Regions from separate parts of the Mus musculus genome. Here regions 1, 2, 4, 5, 6 and 7 are each linked to region 3. A link is a contact called in public HiCAR-type and promoter capture Hi-C data. All regions are on one chromosome and are shown on one strand. The core of a region is the stretch at or near the end of the contact, and the rest is flanking DNA. Distances in the headings are between cores, read along the strand shown. Region 1 holds the start of Nol11 (nucleolar protein 11). Region 2 holds the start of Fam20a (family with sequence similarity 20, member A). Region 3 holds the start of Prkca (protein kinase C, alpha). Region 4 holds the start of Wipi1 (WD repeat domain, phosphoinositide interacting 1). Region 5 holds the start of Abca5 (ATP-binding cassette, sub-family A (ABC1), member 5). Region 6 holds the start of Abca6 (ATP-binding cassette, sub-family A (ABC1), member 6). Region 7 holds the start of Abca8a (ATP-binding cassette, sub-family A (ABC1), member 8a).

What was found. Promoter capture Hi-C pulls out the DNA fragments that hold promoters and counts their contacts. HiCAR-type assays count read pairs that join an accessible place to other places.
Region 1: a HiCAR-type map of astrocytes shows a contact between it and region 3, with 3 times the contacts expected there. The contact joins the promoter of Nol11 here to the promoter of Prkca in region 3. A contact is called at or near these places in 2 of 39 promoter capture datasets (hippocampal neurons and liver) and 1 of 115 datasets of contacts at active chromatin or transcription factors (astrocytes).
Region 2: a contact with region 3 is called in a promoter capture Hi-C map of stem cell-derived epiblast-like cells, with 5 times the contacts expected there. The contact joins the promoter of Fam20a here to the promoter of Prkca in region 3. A contact is called at or near these places in 2 of 39 promoter capture datasets (the 3T3-L1 cell line and stem cell-derived epiblast-like cells).
Region 4: a promoter capture Hi-C map of pre-B cells shows a contact between it and region 3, with 6 times the contacts expected there. The contact joins the promoter of Wipi1 here to the promoter of Prkca in region 3. A contact is called at or near these places in 7 of 39 promoter capture datasets (3T3-L1-derived adipocytes, the C10 cell line, frontonasal cranial neural crest and 3 more), 1 of 484 Hi-C or Micro-C datasets (embryonic stem cells) and 1 of 115 datasets of contacts at active chromatin or transcription factors (astrocytes).
Region 5: a promoter capture Hi-C map of liver shows a contact between it and region 3, with 9 times the contacts expected there. The contact joins the promoter of Abca5 here to the promoter of Prkca in region 3. A contact is called at or near these places in 3 of 39 promoter capture datasets (embryonic stem cells, liver and pre-B cells), 2 of 484 Hi-C or Micro-C datasets (both in embryonic stem cells), 1 of 115 datasets of contacts at active chromatin or transcription factors (embryonic stem cells) and 1 of 9 other capture datasets (liver).
Region 6: a promoter capture Hi-C map of liver shows a contact between it and region 3, with 4 times the contacts expected there. The contact joins the promoter of Abca6 here to the promoter of Prkca in region 3.
Region 7: a promoter capture Hi-C map of 3T3-L1-derived adipocytes shows a contact between it and region 3, with 6 times the contacts expected there. The contact joins the promoter of Abca8a here to the promoter of Prkca in region 3. A contact is called at or near these places in 4 of 39 promoter capture datasets (the 3T3-L1 cell line, 3T3-L1-derived adipocytes, embryonic stem cells and 1 more).

Annotation. Positions count from the first base shown.
Region 1 is chr11:107,188,011-107,190,775 of GRCm38.p6, forward strand. Nol11 (nucleolar protein 11) reads right to left here and starts at 1,371. Exons shown (of 18, transcript NM_133702.3): 1 at 1,107-1,371. The coding sequence starts at 1,247. It overlaps Gm39425 (a long non-coding RNA gene), which reads left to right and starts at 1,317. Exons shown (of 3, transcript XR_880257.3): 1 at 1,317-1,509.
Region 2 is chr11:109,720,857-109,723,560 of GRCm38.p6, forward strand. It overlaps Fam20a (family with sequence similarity 20, member A), which reads right to left and starts at 1,382. Exons shown (of 11, transcript NM_153782.2): 1 at 456-1,382. The coding sequence starts at 859.
Region 3 is chr11:108,342,563-108,345,262 of GRCm38.p6, forward strand. Prkca (protein kinase C, alpha) reads right to left here and starts at 1,326. Exons shown (of 17, transcript NM_011101.3): 1 at 933-1,326. The coding sequence starts at 1,105.
Region 4 is chr11:109,610,068-109,612,767 of GRCm38.p6, forward strand. Wipi1 (WD repeat domain, phosphoinositide interacting 1) reads right to left here and starts at 1,322. Exons shown (of 13, transcript NM_145940.2): 1 at 1,166-1,322. The coding sequence starts at 1,245.
Region 5 is chr11:110,336,288-110,339,057 of GRCm38.p6, forward strand. Abca5 (ATP-binding cassette, sub-family A (ABC1), member 5) reads right to left here and starts at 1,429. Exons shown (of 39, transcript NM_147219.2): 1 at 1,198-1,429. It overlaps Gm39445 (a long non-coding RNA gene), which reads left to right and starts at 1,551. Exons shown (of 3, transcript XR_880289.1): 1 at 1,551-1,997; 2 at 2,501-2,572.
Region 6 is chr11:110,250,388-110,253,087 of GRCm38.p6, forward strand. Abca6 (ATP-binding cassette, sub-family A (ABC1), member 6) reads right to left here and starts at 1,389. Exons shown (of 39, transcript NM_147218.2): 1 at 1,185-1,389; 2 at 11-117. The coding sequence starts at 106.
Region 7 is chr11:110,094,573-110,097,393 of GRCm38.p6, forward strand. It overlaps Abca8a (ATP-binding cassette, sub-family A (ABC1), member 8a), which reads right to left and starts at 1,365. Exons shown (of 39, transcript NM_153145.4): 1 at 1,291-1,365.

The DNA.
Region 1 (2,765 bases), core at 121-2,620, 1.2 Mb before region 3:
AGGTAGAGAAAATCAGGTTGGTGCAAGTCCACCTAACTGTCATCAACTATTGTATTCCTATGCAGAAACTGCCAAATTAGTAGACAGCCCCAAGTTTGAAGGGAAGTTTAAACCAACAGTATAGGGGATTGTTGGCAACCTGTCCCCAAAACAATAAAACACTTGGGTAACTTTTTTTTTCCTGAATAACTTAGTTTTTCGGTTGTTCCTGTTGTTTTTACGTACACTGGTGTTTTGTTTGCTTGTATGTCTGTGTGAGGGTGTTAGATCCCGTTGTTACAGTTGTGAGCTGCAATGTGGGTGCTGGGAATTGAACCCCAGTCCTCCGGAAGAGCAGCCAATACTCTCTCCAGCCCTTGCAGATGGATAACTTTTTTAATGACACAAGAAACTGTTCAGGGGCATTGGTGGTGGTGGCACACGCCTTTAATTCCAATGCATCTCTATGAGTTCGGTTTACAGAGTCAGGACAGCCAGGGCTACACAGAGAAACCCTGTTTCGAAAACCCAAAATACTAACCAAAATGACGACAACAACAACAAACTTCAAAACTCCAGCTTAAAAAACGTGCTTTGTAGATGATTGCTATAACAAGGCTCTACGTATGCTTGTTGAGCCGGGAATCAGGCTGCAAAGCGGGTGAGACTGCGACTTTCACAGTGTGATGCAGAACTGTCCAATCTTTCTAGGACACCAAGAAATCCCTGCCTCTTCCCACCATCCGACTCACCCCGCCCCCGGGACCCCAAGGAGCGGAGGATGTCCTGGAGAACACACATTTTCAACCTGTCAGTGTCATGCAAGCTGCTGGGTGACAGACGTGGTCCCCTCGGCCAGGCTCTGTCCCCGGGGAAAGGGGAGGCACAGGTCCCCAGCTCATCCCATGTGCACCCAGACACCGCCGCACGTCACTCGGAAATACGCCGGTCCTCACTACTGACAAACAACTTCTGAACCTCATGCGGCGTCCCGCCGACTCTGTCGCACCCCGGGTCTCTGTCACGCCCGCTCCCGGCTTTCCTTCCCAAGTGTGAGAAACTCAAGCCTCCCGCCCCCGGCTTCGGACAGAGGCGAGACACCTGCCGGCCAGCCCCACCGTCCTCACCTTGTAAAGGACGACGGTCCTGCCGCTGTCCGTCACTAGGAACTGGTCGGCTTTGTCAGTCTGCTCTACACCTAGGAATCCCTCAGGCCCGGCGCCTAAGACTCCAGTAGACAACGTGAATTCTTCTTCCAGGGTTGCCATTTTGGGTTGGCCTACAGCCCGGGCATGCTTCCCGGCAGCCTTTGTGCTTCCTCTCGCGAGAGCGACCGACACCAAGGAGGAAAATCAGCTCGAGCAGAACTGCGACCCCTGGCGGGCGGAAGAGGAGGAGGCGAACACCGCCCAGTGGGTGGAGTCTAGACCACGTGCGAACGCTCAAGACCCTCGAGGCCACGCCTCCCGGCTAGTAGAGACAGAAATCGCTGAGTCGGCTCCCTTGCCCTCTTGTTTCACCTCTTGGAAGGTGAGAGATAAGTTTAAAAACGGCCTGATATAAAAAAAAACATATTTTAAAAATATGCTAGTGAACTCTAAAAAGTCCTACCACAATATGCCAGAAGGGAAAAATATTAACCTGCAGATGGCAGTTAAGGTTCTGTTTCAAAATGCCTAATCTCGCTTACCCTAACCCTCCAGAGACGGCTAGTTCGTGGGCATTTATTTTAACTATCGTTTTTGGTGCTGGTAGAGAAATCTTTTCCAGATTATCAGAATGTACAACTCTTTTGATTAAAAAAACAACAAAACAAAACAAAAACCCGAAATCTAGCTGGGCGTGGCGGCACATGCCTTTGATCCCAGCACTCTGGAGACTGAGGCAGGGGGATCTCAGTAAATTCGAGATCAATTTGGTCTACATAGAATTCTAGGCCAGCCTTAGCTACACAGAAAGACTGACTATCTTTTTTTTTTTAAGTTTTTATTTATTATTATACATAAGTACACTGTAATTGTCTTCAGATGTGCCTGAAGAAGGTGTCAGGTCTCATTACGATGGTTGTGAACCACCATGTGGTTGCTGGGATTCGAACGCAGGACCTTTGATAGAGCAGTCAGTGCTCTTAGCACTGAGTCATCTCGCCAGCCCCAAGACTGACTGTCTTTAAAGGTTTTTTGTTTTATCTTTTTTTTTTTTTTTTTTGGTTTTATGAAACAGGGTTTCTCTGTATAGCCCTGGCTGTCCTGGAACTCACTCTGTAGACAAGGCTGGCCTTGAAATCAGAAATCTGCCTGCCTCTGCCTCTCAAGTGCACCACCATGCCAGGCTTGTTTTATTTATATGAGTCCACTACAGCTGTCTTCAGAGACACACTAGAAGAGAGTGAATCAAATCCCATTACAGATGGTTGTGAGCCACCATGTGGATGCTGGGAATTGAACTCAGGACCTCTGGAACAGCAGCCAGTGCTCTTAACCTCTGAGCCATCTCTCCAGCCCTAAGACTGTCTTTAAGAACAAACAAAAAAAGAAACTTAGCAGGACTTGCCCAGCCCTTGGCAGGCTGAGGCAGACTGATCGACAGGTTGGCAGCCAGCCTTGGCTCCTGGGAGATGCATTCACAGAATGAAATCAACAGTGCTCTGTGCTCACGTTAGCCATGCTTCCATTAACCTCAGTATGGGTGAAGAATCACACAAGTTTCATTTCTGAAGATTCCCCCACTCTCTGACAGACAGCTAAGGCCAGGACAGTTTACTGCTTGTATAATTTGGAGGTGGG
Region 2 (2,704 bases), core at 132-2,631, 1.4 Mb after region 3:
CAACCCTGAGCAGAGGGACAGGGACGGGGGGGGGGGGGGGGGGGGAAACTGGGTCTTTGGGATATGACAGTCAGATCTGACCAAAGAGCAGAGCTGAGTGTCGCCAGCCCTGCTCTCTGTTTGCAAAGTTCATTCTGGAAAACAGCAGGCCCAGAGCAGCTGTCCACAGCAGGACAGCGCGAAAGAGGCCCGAGAAAGCATTGGGACCAGGAAACTGACTGGCTAGAGAACCCAGGAACTCGAGGGGAGTGGCTGGGAGCATTTCTTTGCTGTTGCTCAGAAATCTAAGGCCTGCTACAGCTGGTGGGCGTCCAGATGGGGATCGAAGCCTAGTGCCAGGCTGTGACGGCAGAGTGAAGTTCCCACAGCCCAGGGTGGGAGTGGACATGGGTAGCCAGGACCTGGAGGGTCATGCTAGGGAGTCCGGTGCTGGGGTTCCTCGGAAGGGTTCTCACCTGTTCCAGCGGGCCACCTTCCTCCGGTAATACCGCAGCGCCTCCTGGCTGGCCAGGAGCCAGTCTTCGGGTCCCAGGAGAGGCGGATCCTCCAGGACTTGGTAGAGCGAGTGGGCGAAGAGGGCCTGCAGCTTAGAGCGCGGGGCAGGGTGGCCGCGGCTGGGATGCTCAACCCGGGGCAAAGCTCCTGAAAAGTTGTGCGAGGCTGTGCCAAGGTCTCGGGAGGCTGCGGCTGAGTGTAGAGACGCGGAGGGGGCGCGGCCAGAGCACGGGCAGGCGGCGGGGCGCTCGCCCGGCCGGAGCTGGCGCTGCACTTGCGGCCAGAGGTGGAAGTAGAGGTCGGCGGAGAAGAGCGCGCCCAGGAGCAGCAGGGCCAGCAGGCGGTCCCTGCGCAGCCCGGGCATGGCCCAAGCGGACACCCGGGAAACACTTGGGGTGCAGACGGAAGAAGCTCCTGGAGTCCGGAGGAGGCTGGAATGCTCACACAGGGGATTAGCTCTTCCTGGAAGGGTGTCTTCCCTGAACTTGGGGACCGCGTGCAGGAAGCTCACAGTGTTGACAGCGTCGTCTTTTCTTGCCCAGTAGAGAGGCAGGGTTGGGGTTCCCTGGCTACCCGGTTGTTATTTGAGTCTCTTTGCCCTGTGACCCCCTCTGCCAGGGACCGCTCAGGTGGGGAGGTCCCGTGGAGGAGTGCTGGCTCTGGTGGCCGTGTAGAGGGCGATCACTGGAGGGAGCGCAAAGGAGCTCTCGCCCCCTAGGAGGAGGCTGGAGAGACTGCGTAGCCCGGGGCGTCTCTTCCAAGGATGCTGTCTCTCCGCAGCTGCTGAGACAGATCCAGCGGCTCCTCCTGCAGGCGGCAGGGACTCCTGTGCCCCGGGCTGGCAGGAGCGGAGGGAACGCAGAGTTGACAAAGCAGGGGCGACTCAGGGCGAGCTTGTCTTTGCGCCTAGACTCCTAGAGGCAGAGGTAACGCGGAGCCTCCCCGCTGCCTGGATTGGCCTGGCGCCCGCACCTCCGCCCACTCTTAGCTGGCACCTGCCTCTGGCATAGCTTGCCAGCCAAACTCCCAATCCCTTTGCTGCCGGCTCTGCCCTTCCACCTTGTCATCAATCCTCTCCTCCGGCTCCTCCTCTTTGTCCCCACTTTCCTTGCTCAGGGCTCTTCATACACATCCTGGTGAGCCCAAGAGAGGTGGACTTGAGCCTTTCATTTCCATTTTTAGGGTTTTTTTTTTTGGGGGGGGACAATGCAAACCCTTAAAAGCCTTTCTTCTGTAAGCTTTGCCAGATGTGTGTCTGGGGGTTTGGATTTCATTTCTCAGCATACTCGCTGCAGGGCATAAACTGGATTCATAGCAACCAGCACATAGTAGGCACTTGCTCTGAAGATACTCACGTGGTGCACAAAAATAGCTTGCCCTTTAAAAAATAAGAGCCCCTCCCACTCCCCTTAACCTAGAACCTGGGTGATTTCCTGTTTGGATGGAGTTTGACTCCAAATCTTCCAGTACTTTGAAAAGAGGAAATGGCAGGGAGGGAGGGGCCCCAAATGACCCCACTCCGAACTCTTGAATGTAGCTTGGTGTGAAAGTAGTCCACCCAAATGAATCACTGGAGGACCCGCTTACTTAGGCTTTCTCCTGATATCCTGTGAGGTCATTTACACTTCTCCACCCCGTGTTCCTTCCTTCTGAGGATCAGGGGAGGGCAGCCCTGAAACCTTGGCTTTCTCTGTTTTATAATTTGGGAGCATAGTAAATGCGAGTCTGCCTGGAGAGGTGGCCCCACCCTGGAGAATGTTCAGGAAAAGACTGTTTCCCCCCAGCTGTTGCCTGCCTGGGCAACAAAGCGCCTATGTATGCTAATTTCATTGGTTAAGGATCTCCAGGTTCTTGCTGGAGTCTCCATTCTGAGACACTGTAGCTTGTGGGTTAACACTGGAGTTTTCCCGGCAGTTGGTCAACTATTTCTTGTGGCAGCTGCTGTCCTCTCATCTTTAGATAGAAGTGCGTGTGTGTGACCGTGTGTGTGTGTGTGTGTGTGTGTGTGTGTGTGTGCCCGTGTGTGTGTGTGCCCGTGTGTGTGCCCGTGTGTGCCCGTGTGTGTGCCCGTGTGTGTGCCCGTGTGTGTGCCCGTGTGTGTGTGTGTGTGTGTGTGCTTGGGGAGATCAGATGTCAACCTTGAGTGTTAGTCTTCAGGAGCCACTGATCCACACTGATGCTTTTAAGGCAGGTTTTTTCTCTGGGACCA
Region 3 (2,700 bases), core at 76-2,575:
CAATTTTACCTAATTTCACAGGCTCCAGAGAGATAGATCCCTGAACCCTTCTTTTTATCAAGCCCCTCAGTTGCCAACGCTTGGCGTTCAGTGGAAATCACCTGAGCGCGGACACCTTTAGCCATTACAGTATTTTTCTTAAATAAGCCCTCTGTCCTCATCAACTGGGTTACAGGTTTAATCTCCTGTTGACAGGGTCTATTTTAAATGACTCCCTCTGCCCTCTGCCATTTGCCTGCCGGGTTAGCCCTCCTCCCCCACGGCAAGCTTTCAACAGTTTGCTGCCTTCCATCTCTCTCCCTCCCCTCTCTCCCCACTCTGGGCTCGGCCAGAAAAGTCAAAGTCTCCGTGCCCAGTAGAAACAGCCTACAGTAGGCAGGGACCCAAGGTTCCAGCGGAGTCCCAGCCCGACGCGAGGCACAAACACTCCCCGGAACGCGCCCAGCCTGGCTCGCCAGCAACTTGGAGCGGCGCGCCGCGGCTCCCCGCTACTCCCGGGCGTGTTTCTTGCGCGTCCTGGGGCCACTTTGACTCCAGCAATCTCTCTTTCCTGTCCCTTCGCTCCCATCAGGCCCATTGACCGCTCCGCTTGGTGACAGGGAAGACCTGTGCGCCCTAGGAGAGGCGAGGGGACCTTCCCCCTCATCCGAGTCACCCCGTGCAGAGCCAAGCGTCCCTTCAGGGCACCAGGGCATGCGTGGCAGCGCCGGGCCACTTTCCAGGGAGTGTCCCGCGTGGGTGCGCGCCTGTCACTCCTGGCGAGAGTTCGGACTCCGGCCAGGCACTCTAAGTTCTCGGAGGAGTCCTGGCCCTGAGAGTAAGGACGCGCCGGGGCTCAGAGACGTCCCCGAGCTTAAGTCCCGGGGACAAGCAGACCTGAGCCCCGGGGCAAAGGTGGCTCTTGGGTCCCCAGGGCTGCCGCGCGCACCTACCAGATGAAGTCGGTGCAGTGGCTGCAGAAGGTGGGTTGCTTGAAGAAGCGGGCGATGAATTTGTGGTCTTTCACCTCATGCACGTTCTTCTGCCTCAGCGCCCCTTTGCGGGCGAAGCGGTTGGCCACGTCCTGAGACGCCGTGGAGTCGTTGGCCGGGTAAACGTCAGCCATGGTTCCCCCCAACCACCTCTTGCCTCCGCCGGGGAGCAGCAGCCGGGGAGGGCCGGGGTGGGCGGGGGCGGCGGCCGAGGTGGCGGTGCTGATGAGGTGCGGTGGTGGCGGCGGTGGCCCGGGAGAGCCGGGCGGGCGCTGCGCTACTCGGAGCTGGGAGCCGAGCCGCTCTCTCTGGCTCTCTCCGGCTCTCTGGCTCGCTGGCTGGCCCCACGCTCACTGACAGCCCGGCGCCCGGCGCTCGCGCTTCCTACTCGCGGCGGCAAGAGGCGGCCCGGAGCGGCGCCGCCCACTGCGCATGCCCGGAGAGCTAGCGTGTGTATGTGTGCACGCGCGCGCGCGGCCTGGAGTAGGAGCGCGCGGGACGGGGACGCGCGCCGGGCGAGCCTTGGGCCTCTGCGCTCCGCTGCACAGAGCTGGACACGCAGACTGGGGGGCCCCTGTGAGCCCCGCCAACTGCCGAGGGCGGCGGTCGGGGAGAGGCCCTGGAGATGCCCAGCCCAGGAAGAAGCCGGGAGGGGCGGGTCCTTCTCCTCCGCCGCCCGCTTCTTTTTCCTCCCTTTTCCTCTGCTTCCTCCTCCCTCTTTTTTCTCCTCCTCTCCTTCCGCTCGTGGTGCCGGGCCTCCTCCTCTCCCCACCTTCCTCCACCCACTCACGCTTCTCTGCTCATGCTTTCCTCTTTCTGGGATGGAAGTTGTGCCCCGAAGGAACCCGGCACGGAGCGCTCCCCACCCCCACCCCCATGCCACCTTAGCAGGTACAGAGGTAGCTCCTTGTCTAGCTACCTGGACCCACAGGCATTTGGGGGTGGGGGGTTTGCTGGCTTTTTATCAGCCTCTTTCCCGTTTAACCTTTCACCTGACCAAAATGTCATTCTAGTCGTTTATGCCACTAAAATGCCCAAACCCTAACCCTCGCTCAGTTCCGAGTCGGTAAAAGGGAGCGGTTTTGAATAACTGATTGCCGGCTCTCTTACATCCCTTCGATCTTTGACCTGCAGTTCACCTGCTTATTATATAGATTTGTATGACAGTCGTAATAACCCGGTAAGATGCCAAAGGGCTTGCCCTGGTTTGTGATGTTATTCGTTGGCTATCAGAGCTGTGGTGCCCGAAGATGATCGGGCTCTCTTGATTTTACATGTCCAGAACCTTAACTTAGAAATCATTTTGCATCCTAAGCTAATTGCTGAAATACTGGCAGGTGTAGAGTTCAGCCAGAACATTTGTAAATTACCAAGTAAAACTGCTTGTGAAGGGGTAGCTGGAATGGATATGTATGCAAAGGGCGCACTTGGGGCTGGGCTGTCCGAGCGCCTGCTGAATATTTATTAGGTCTGCCTGGAGGATTCTAAACCTGGGACAGAGCAACCCTCTACCAACAAGAAGTTCATTGTCCCAATCGGCCTAGGGTGGTCCCAAACTCGAGGTAATACTCCTGTCACAGCTCCTGAGTGCTGGAATTACAGAGATGAGCCATCGCATCAGCTTCGTTTATTGTAGAATACAAATCCATTAAGACAATGTGCATACTTGAACTTGGACATGGTAACACCAGCCAGTGATCCCAAGAGGATCAGGAATGTAAGATCTCAA
Region 4 (2,700 bases), core at 72-2,571, 1.3 Mb after region 3:
TGGTCAGAGGCAGCCTGAGAGTCACTCATGTAGCCAAGCTGTCGAATTACTGGATTATATGATTACACACACAGATTTTTCAAACAAAGACATATTGTTCAGAGCAGGGGTTTTTCAAACAGAAACACAAAGGGAATGAAAACCAGGGCTGCTTATGGCCTTAATTACACCAACGAATGAATGTTCAATATTAGCACAGTTCAGCTAGCAGCAGCCAAGGCACAAGCCTGAAGCTGAGCCCAAACCAGGAACAGAGCAGAAACTGGTACAGCCGGAAGTGGGACACTGGGAAGTGGTCATCCCTGCCCTGATGCTTCAGGGCTCCACATTCCAAAGAGATTAATCCATATGGTCCCCAGGCTGGCTTGCACAAAAACAGGGAAGAAAACAGTAGCTTGTGTCTTAAGATTCAATCCTGCAGATGCCTAGAACTCAGGCAAGCAATCCCTTGTTTATGGACCAAAGTCTAAACGTTGACCATCATAGTGAAACATTAAAAAGCCACTTAAAAGCAACAGGGTGGAGCGCCTGCTTCAGGGATGGGAAGCTGTCTGGGGCAGAGAAAGGGCTCCTGAGCTTCCAGGAGATTCCTGGGACTGGGTGGACAGCGAGTAAACACAGAAAGGCAAATAAAGAAAAGCTTCCTACGGCCAAAGAGACCAGCCAAGATGCCCAGTGCTGGGGCTGGTCGGGCCACAGGGATAGACTGACTGTTTGTCCGAGGCCCTGCCCAAATGCCACGTTGAGATACTCAAGGACAAATGGTAAAGTTTTTCTTCATCTTTCCGACTCTCTGCATCCTCCCTCTTGAGTCAAGTTGCACATTCCTCCCTTCCCTCACCTTTGTTTTGGTCCCTGATCTCCCTTTCGGTCACTAGGTGGCCCACACCAAGTCCCTCCCCCACATTCAAGGTCCCCCCTCCGCCCTCCTTGCTGACTTGTTTGGGTCACCCTAGCCGGCTCTTTCTGGCAGGCGCTGGCTGGCAGTCGTCTGGGTGGGCTCAAACCCCTACAGCCGAGCAACGCCGCGACACAGGCTGCCCTGCCGAGGTACCATCGGCGCGCAGGCCCCGGCTAGCCACCAGTTGCGTTACAGGACAACACCCTTTGGTGGCGACATTCTGTCCCCCACTTCCCTGGCCAGGGGGCTGGCGCCGTGGCTTACGTGCAGTCTTGGTTGAAAGAGAAGCAGCTGAGCGCCGCCTCCACTCGGCCCGGAGGGGCATCTGCGGCTTCGGCCTCCATCGGGGGCTCGACCCGAGAAGCCGCAGCTCTGAGCGGGGGACAGCCACCTCAGCAGCCCGCCCGCGCCGGCTCCGTGGGCCGGCTTGCCGCGTCGGTCCCGCCCCGGGCTCGCCTCCAGACAGACCCCGCCCACTCAGATACCACTTAGCTCCGCCCCTCCATCGTAAGACCCCGCCCTTACACGATTCCCATTTAGCTCCGCCCCACTCCAAACCCCCGCCCCTCCTTCAGAGAATCGGCTGGGTCCTAAAACAGCCAGGCCACGCCCCTGCCTCAAGTACCGCCCCTCTCGGCTCTAGCCCTGCCTGGGACCTTCAGGACCCGCCCTACACATTTCCCACTTAGCCTCGCCCTCTCCACTTCGGGCACCTAGCCCCACCCCCTCACAGCCCTAGCTCCGCCCTGAGCCAACCAGGCCCCGCCCCGAGCCTCCTTCTACCTAGCTTGGTAGCCCCGCCCCCTCTCCAGGCCGTCTCTGTCCCCACCCCGCCTCTTTATCACTGGGAACAGAACTGCTGACCGAACAGAGCCTTCCGCAGACAGCCAGGATTGGCCACCAACTCTTTTAGTCAATCAATAGGGCTAGTGGGCGGGACAGCTGTTGACGACCCGCCCCCTAGTCGGAGAAACCGTTTGCCATTGGCCGAAGGTGCGCGAGGCAAAGGCAGCAGGCCACGTGGTGGTGTTTTCATTGCCAGAGCGTCCAGAGGGTGAGGAGGAGGAGTGGAGCTTCAGGCTTCAAGCCTGCCTTAGCGTCGGAGACAACGCCAAGGAGGCGGGCGGACGCCTGCTTCCTTGCCCGCCCGCTAAGCTTACAGCAGTTGTAGTTGAAATCAGTAGACATCAAAGTCCAGCCGTTTTGGAGAGCCCTTAAGCTTCTCGGAAAAAGATCCCCAGCCGATTAAGAAGCCACATACAGCCCCACAGTTGAGAAAGAGCTCTTGCTAACCCCGACCCTTACATTAACAATATTACCTTGGTATGTTCCTACCCGATTTACTGAAAACCCGGTTAAAGCACTGGCTAGACTATATTATCTAAAACCAACAATACACAGCGGCATGTGAAAGGGTCTTCTTTCAGGACTTGTTATCATACAACTTTGCTCAGCAGTATTTGACCAGACATTCGATTTGTATAGAAAGGAGAGAAACTAGAATACTGTACAAGACAGTACAGCTTGAAGCTCATGTCGTTTGAGATGCATTCTGAAGCAAACTGGAGATTTGCTTCCCAAGCTTGTATACAATTGGTTGTGAGGTGCCTGGTGTGGGTTCTGGGGAACAGAATTCCGCTCATCAGTAAAAACACTGCTGAGCCATCTCTACAGCCTCTGAAATCTTCATCATCGCCATTATTATTACTATGATGATAATGGTGTCACAGTTCTGTAGATTGTGGCAATTCGGTTCATATCCAGCCACCTTGTTTATTATTTATTTATTTTGGATACAT
Region 5 (2,770 bases), core at 179-2,678, 2.0 Mb after region 3:
TATAAAGTTTGCACTGTATAAAAGTTTTAAGTTTGCACTTAAAACTATTTCCAGTGTAATCTACACACTAATGAGGACTACAATTTATATTAGTATGAGTTGCTTTTATATAATTACTCTTTCAATTAAACTCAATGGCAGACATTACATACTATATTCATCTAGGAACTTTAGGAACAAAATGATTACCTGGCATGTAACGAACATATTAATAAATTTATGCAAAATTTAAGAGTTCCCTATGTTTAATAGAATTTGAAGTTTTGCATTATCAAGGACACATCTGCCTAAATGACCCACATTCAAAGATCACTGTCTCTTAAATCTGCTTTCAGGATAAACACACACAAAGTGTTCTCATAATGTTCTTATCTATTGAGTCTTCTCTGACGAGACATAAAAATGCTCTCTGGGCAAACATAAAATAGAGTGAGGAAAGCACCAGGATTAGAGAGTCTGGAATCTCAGAGGGAGAATCTCAGTACCTCATTTTTTTCCCCAGCTGGGACCTTAATAAAGTTATTTAACCTCTTTAAGACCCATATTTCCCACACAGAGTACCATCTCCAACCTCAGAGCAGCTGTCAAGATGAAGTAATACTGACCCTGGCTCTGAGCCAGGATCTAACCTCATCTGGGGCTCCAGAATGTCCTTAATTTTTGTCCTCAGACTTGATTCTTTGAAAACGTAAAGCGAAGCTTTTAGAGAGCTGGGGCGAAAATCCTCAACTCCGACTGCCCCAGAGGCCGCTGTCCCCCATGGACCTCGCTTTCTCCTCCTCCCTGAAACCTTTCCGCGCCTGGGAATCTTCGTTAGCTATGTTTGGGGAATTCAGATTATTTTCAACCCCAAAACCGTGTCACGAGCTCTGCGGCTTTTCCTCTCACCCCGAGTCCTCTGGTCACACATGATCCGCTACCCGATCTGCGCCCCAAGTAGGGCGATGCTCCTGAGCCCTCAGGGGGAAAACTGACTTCGGTTTGGTTTGGGCTTTTATTTAATTTCGGTTTGTCCTTTCTTTTCCTTCTGCCTCTCTAGAAGTTCTGAGGATGTCGCTAGCCCAGGGATCCCTGTCAGCGCCCGCCACCCGCCAGCATCCTCCGGCTCCCCGCGGCCCGCCACACCCTCCCCTCTCCTCATTCCCTAGCTGCTCGGCCATCTCCACGGTCCATGCCCCGTCCCCGCCGCCGCGTCACCTCTCTCCGCAGACACGAATGGCGAGCGACCTCGAGCGCCGCGGGCCTCGGCGTCTCCTCACCCCGGCGTCGCAGCCGCAGCGCTGTCAGGCCCAAGCCGCGAGCTTACCTGCGGCGACCGCGACCGCGGTAAGTGACGGAGCTCGGAAATTCTGCGCGGAGACGCGGTCCGCGAGGCCGAGCGCGCGCGTGCCCGCCGCCCCGCTACGCCGAGAGAGCCGCGCGCGCCGCCGGAGACACGCCCCCTGCCCGCCCCTGAATGCACCTGAGGGCGGGGCGTGCGTAATGCGCGTGCTCCTGGAGCTCGAGACGGGAGCGCGCTTGGGGGCGGGGCTACTGGGGGCGGGGCTCCGGCGGAGGTGAGCGCGGCGAACGAGTCGCAGAGTACTTGGTTGGACCTGCCGACTCTAGCTCAGGTGCTCAGAACCTCCTGGGGAGCTCGCCGCACCCTCCACCGAGGCTCGATGGGTTTGAGGAGACTTCTGTCGCCTCAAGAAGGACGGCCTTGGTTCTCCACCCTCCCATCTGCCTCTGTTCCCTTGTATTTAAAGAGTTGATAAAAGTCTGACACTCCTCCCTCTTGCTGCAGCGTCCTCCCTCCTCGTTTCTGTAAAGACTGCCTTCTCCTCTCCAACCTCAGACTACCACCTTGAACATCCTACCGGTTCCTTCAAACATCCTCCGAAAATCTGCAAGTGTTGACTTCTGGCAAAGACTATATACCACGCTTAATTTTTACTTAAAATGCAAACTGATGTTTGGAATGTCGTTACCCAAAGTGATCGAAACAAGGGCCAAAGGTATTGCAAAGTAAAGTTCACAATACCAAAATTACACATCCCTGAGGAAGACTGATCCTTTCTTATCCAGAAGCCACAAACTGCCAATTCATAACACACACACACACACACACACACACACACTATTCATGCTGGAATTTTTGCTGGCTTGATACTGAATGTGTCTGGTGTGTGCAGTCCCCAGTGCTATGTGTTACAGTTACTTTCGAAAACATCTTCAGCTCTGTGAATGTGAACATTCATACATATTTTGTGTATGTGTGTGTAGTTCTCAAATTGAAAACTAAGTCTATAGAATGTGTTCTGCTTTATTATAGATGTGGACGTTTTGCCTGCATGTGTGTGTACACTATCATAGAGCCTGACACAATGATATCTTTCCTCTCAAACACCCCACTTGGCACCATAGTATCCCTTTCACTGTCTTACATGCTAATCTCTTCAGCTACATCATATGTAGCCTGAAGTTAAGAACTTTTTCTTATACCAATTTAAATTTTCAGGTCTTGCGAATCATAAACTATGGTAAATACTGCTAATAATACTACTGATGAGAGAAAACACCTACAAGAAAGGTATGTAAATATTTTTATCTTCACAAAAAATACCTACTCACTTAACAAAATTGCACCCATAGAAACAGAAAATATTAAAATTCTATTATAGGAGTGGACTTGTAGTTCAGTGATAGTCTGCTTGCCTAGATTGTACAAGGTCCTGGCTTTAAACCCCAGCAACACACACACACACATACGACTTATAAAATGGACAAC
Region 6 (2,700 bases), core at 139-2,638, 1.9 Mb after region 3:
CTGCACCTACCAATAAGCTCTCTCTCTTCCTCCGCCATTTCTTGAGCAGAATCTTGTGCAGAAGGGCGCGGGTCTGCTGGCGCACGTGCACACTTAGCTCCTTCATACTTGCCTCACCTGCTCATTAAGCAAACAAACAATAAACCAAAACCAGAAGCGGAGTTGGAAAAACCTTGACTCTATTTCTGACTCAAATATTTACCACACTTAAGAACTATAATGCAATGTAAAATATTAATGCAACGATTTAAGACTAAATTTACCTCAAATGCATTCTCTTTAAGCTATGTGGAGGGACGGGTGACGGTGATGATAGGGCGTGGTTATCATCACACTTCTACAATAAAACAGAACATTCCAATGGGGGGGGGGGACGCCATTAGGGTGCAGAACACATATAATAATATTTTAGATCAGAATTCAATGATGTGAATAAAGTAATCTCTTGGTTTCACCCCATCAACACTCATTTTTGTTCCTTGCATTTTAGGAAAAAAAAAAAACTAAACAAATCAACAACAAAATTTTGATTGCTTAAACTCGCCTGAATGATAAATTCATCGGATACAATCCCAGTGAAATATGTTCATAATACTTATCTTCAGATTTAAATATAATAAAAATTTAACTGAATAACTCTTACCAGAAGAACTGAGCTTTAAAATAATAATCAATACTCGAAATTACTTGATTCTGACTCACCAGAAGAATAAGGCTTCTCTCAACTTTGTAAATAGAAATGACACTCAAAATGCAGAAAGCAAAGTTCAAAATAAGTTAGGAAGGAAGGAAGGAAGGAAGGAAGGAAGGAAGGAAGGAAGGAAGGAAGGAAGGAAAAAAGAAAGAAAGAAAAAGAAGAGAGAGAACATAGTTTTACCCAGCAATTTTTCAAATAAACAAATTTTAAAACCCATTTTAGTTTTCATGATCTTTCAATTTAATCTTTCCTAAATTTACATGACAAAATGCAATACAGTTCTTTCCTTGGCTACAATGGAAGCAAGCTAGAATCTACAGCTGTATTTTCGAAATAAAATTCGGTTGGGGCGGGGGAAATAAAAATTAGCTCTTAAATCACTTTAAGATACTTAAGTGTCTACAAACCATCTGAATAACAGATTGAACTTGGCAATATCCACCCATTTATTCGGCAGAGCACAAAAACAGCAGTAAGCTTCACTCACTACTGAGGAATATTCGCACTCCCGGAACAGGCAGGCTTCTTTTCCTAGTGCATCCCTTTGAGCACTTTCTCTCCTTCCGTAAACATTTCTTAAGTAGGTGGCTGCTCTCCGCGGTTCCTTTGCACACTGCTTTCCGAAAGGGGATGTGGTCACTCCAGGCTGCACATGATGAATCTGTTTTGTTTTCTGTGTCCTCTCTCTCTCTCTCTCTCTCCTGGGAAAACCCTGTTCTGTGATTGGTTGAGAATAAAACAAACCCTGTGTCTGTTCATTCACCCCCTTTCAACTCCGGAAAAAATAAAGCAGATAAGGAAAACTTGCTCAAGCCCTTCAGATATGATGAGATCAAGATTGGAAAGAAGACAAAAAATCAAAATAAAACAAAACAAAAACAAAAACAAAAAAAAAAAAAAACCAACCCAACAACAACAACAAAAACCCTAGAATAAAAATGTTATCTAAGGACTTGTATGAGAAATACAAGTTTTCATGATTTCTCACTCTGCATAGCTAAACATAGACGTCAGTTTTCAATTTGGCAAACTCACACTAACTGGGAAAAGTTGCTGAAGCTGGGAGTTTCTCTTCTTTTCTATTTTTTCCTTTAAAGGTAAAGCAATCCCTATCTCTGCCTTGGAGATAGTCTGACGGTAGACAAATGAAATACTATTTTAAAACATGTTTCTCCTACTCTGGTCACAGCTGTGTGGGATTTTATGGGTTAAGTACATTAATAAAATAGATTTATCTTGTGACTAAAATACATAAAAGATTTCCAATTTTTATGCACTAATACTAGCCTACCTGAACTCCATTCTGTCCTTGCTGCACAGTGTATCTGAAAGGCACTGAAAACTTTTGACCCGCCACAGCAAATGTCAAAACAGAAAAAGCGAAGTCCAGGAGTTGAGAAATCTCAAATATTTGTCAGGACTCTTTTATCCACATGTGTTACTAAATCTAAATCAGAGAGATGTTCCAGAGTATAGGGGACAAGTTTAAGACAGTAACAGTTCCAGCCATGATAATATACTTGGCAGTTAATTCTACTTTTAAAAGTAGACACAAGTGAAATAGCGTGCCTTTTATCTTGAAAACTGTCAAAACAAACATGTTAACAAGGGTATTCTAAAGGCCTCAGGACTGTAGGGGGAAAATGTCACAACACTTAAAAAATTTGTTTCGATAGTAGAACGAATCTTTTGAAGTAGCCTAGAATATAATTCAGATTTCTATTAATTTTATTGCCATAGTTGTTTGATTCTTTATATTCTATTTTTTGGTAGCTAATGCTTAATGAAAAGTTCTTTCTTAGAAGTTTTATATTGTGCATTTAATTGCTAGGGTTTTTTTTTTAATTTCTTGTTTGTCTGTTTTGCGCTCATAAATTACATCCTAACCCCAGTTTCCTCTACTTCCACTCCTTCCAGTCCCTCCCCCACATCTCCCCTCTTCCCAAGTTCTAGTCCTCCTCCATTTCCCTTCAGAAAGGAGCAGGCCTCCCAGGGATAGCAAT
Region 7 (2,821 bases), core at 115-2,614, 1.8 Mb after region 3:
AGAGAATAGAAGTTTCCCTGCATGATGCTATCATCCCAGTCATGAGACAAGTTCAAACAGAGAAATGCCTATTTCCCAGGATAAAAATTCAGGTGTAGAGTTGATGGGACAGTCCCATTGGGCAGTAGTTGCACAGTAGCCACTCACAGCTTATTTCCAGAGAAGAAAACAACACATGGTTATATAATAAGGCTCAGAGGCAAGTCTTCGTACAAAAGGGTGGAGAAAAGATATCAGAAAGCCTTTTGGGCTGACAAATGGAGAAGAATGTAGTATTAGCAAAAACAAATAAATAAATAAATAAATAAATAAATAAATAAATAAATAAATAAATGTTTTAAGTCAGGGTGTCCAGAAGCCCCAAGAATTGCTCCGGGCAACGGGAACATTCTTAGAGAGATGGGATAACTTGAACCAGTCAAGGGAGCAGCCACAGCCCTTTGTAGCCAGAACTAAGACTAACTCTCTATCTCAGAGTTCCACTGCAAATCAGCCATGCAGCATAAATAAGCTCGGTAAAACGTCCCTCTTGTTTGCTTTTCCTTCCTTCTCTGGTTCCTAGATCCATGCTAGCTCATGTACAAGTAAAACTGAAGGCTTTGCTTCAGCGTGAGTGAATGTTATTGACTCTGTGCCAATCAACAAAACCCTGTTTACTGCAAACTCCTGCCGACAGCAAAGGGTATGACATTTGAAGTAATGCCATTGTAGTGAAGTGGCACATGCCTCAGTATGATTCAATACATCATACCCAACAAATAAAAACGTGCAGGAAAGAATCTTATGTTAAAAACAAAACAAAACAAAACAAAACAAAACCAACAAATAGACAAACAACCTGTAAGTCTGAGAATAACAGGCTGAGACATAAAAGCATTTCTCTAAATGCCATACTAAAGACTTCTCAGGATTAGAGAGAAAGTGTATTGGAAATGCCTGCCAGTTACTGTACAGTTCATGCACATGTGTGTGTCTAACTGCAGCTGGGCAGCAGATTCACATTCATATTCACACAGAAAATGCTTCCAGAAGACCTGCTTACATTTCTCACCATTACTAACACATTACAGGCACATTCCCACATCTTTACTTAAAACTAGAAAATATGACAATGTCTTTAAAACTACCCACAACTTCCCCTTGCAGACCACAGGAAAATAAACCCAGAAACACTAAAACTCTGTGCAGAAAAATAAATAATAACTTCTCCCTAAAAAGTTCTCATTGAGTAAATGAAATCTCACTTATAGTTACGTAATACAAACCAAACAGAAGCAAAAAGGAACTTACATTTGGAATGTCCGAAGAAAGTATCCTGAGTCTTGGCTTACCTCTGTTTCCCCACTCCAAGAGAATGGGTTCTACTTCTCCCCGGTCTCTATCACATCTGTATTGCTTTCATTCTGTTTGCCTGTTTTGAGCATTCCCAGTCAGCCTGACTGCTTTTGGAGGAAGATTGTGGTTGTAATTTTCTTGGCCTGCTGAGCACTGTATTCACGTGACCATTCTCGAACAAATCTCTTTTTTATTGACTTCCAGCCAGTTCCCACAGCAGAGAATTGCCAACCCTACTCATTTGACTAATTATAGTGTCAGAAAAATCTGTGTTGCCGAGGGAGTCCAAATTTGTAACTTTTCTGGGCCCTCCCCCAAAAGAAATTGACAGATTTCAAAAAATAAAATAAAATAAAATAAAATAAAATAAAATATTGTCCCTTAAAAGGCTCTGAGCTCTGGACTTATTCTGCCATGTTGAGGCAGATATTCTAATTATGTTTCAAACAGCCTAGAAAGCAATATCTTGATTTTTTTCCTATATCATATCTTCCATCCTGTCCATTTCCTCAGTTCCTGCTCTGGCCAGAATCAGTCAATAGACTCCATCTTTAAAATGTGCTCAACATTATGTGTTGTGTTTTATAAAAAAGAAGAAGAAGAAGAAGAAGAAGAAGAAGAAGAAGAAGAAGAAGAAGAAGAAGAAGAAGAAGAAGAAGAAGCAGCAGCGAAGGGTATGTTTGGTAGAGGTGCGATATGGTGTCGGGGAAGGGGATGCCTCTGGGGGCCCATGCTGAGGCATCCCTTCCCCCTGAGGTACCAGTTATAGTATAGTATAGAATAGAGTTTATTCATGGCATGGGGAGGGGGAGTTGAGGGAGTAGAGATAGAGAAAGACAGAGAGAGAGAGAGAGAGAGAGAGAGAGAGAGAGAGAGAGAGAGAGAGAGAGAGAGAGAGGAGTAGAGGCCATGAGCACAGGGAATGGCGAGAGAAGGGTCAAAGGGGAAAGAGGATAAGAGAGCAAGAGAGCAAGAGAAGTGAGTGAGGAGGGGTTGAGCAGCCCCTTTTACAGTGAGTCAGGCACACCTGGTAACTGTAGCCTAGAAGAAATGCTAACGTTATGGGTCTTGGGAAGTATGGCTCAGAACAACATTCACTCAGAACAACATTCAGCTACGTATAGGAGATTGAAAACCAAAAGTAAGGCAGCCTAAAAGGACCCGAGTTAGACAAGTCACAGCTTAATAGAGAGATTTTAGTAAGAAGGGAAGCGTGAGCCACTGCCCAGCTAATATTTAGAAAATTCTTTTTCGTTTTCATAGCTAGAAAGAAAGAAAAAAAAAACCAAAAATTAGTTTCTGTGTGTCAGTGAACTTTGAAAATACGAGTCTTCAAAAACTACTTATGACTTCAGATAACATTCTCTGTAGTCTCCAAGATTATACAACCTAACCCATCAATTTTTAATTCATAAACCAAGCAAATGCATTTGAATCTCTGGGGACCTTACCTATTCAGAATTCTCAGATGGTTTCTCTATCGCTG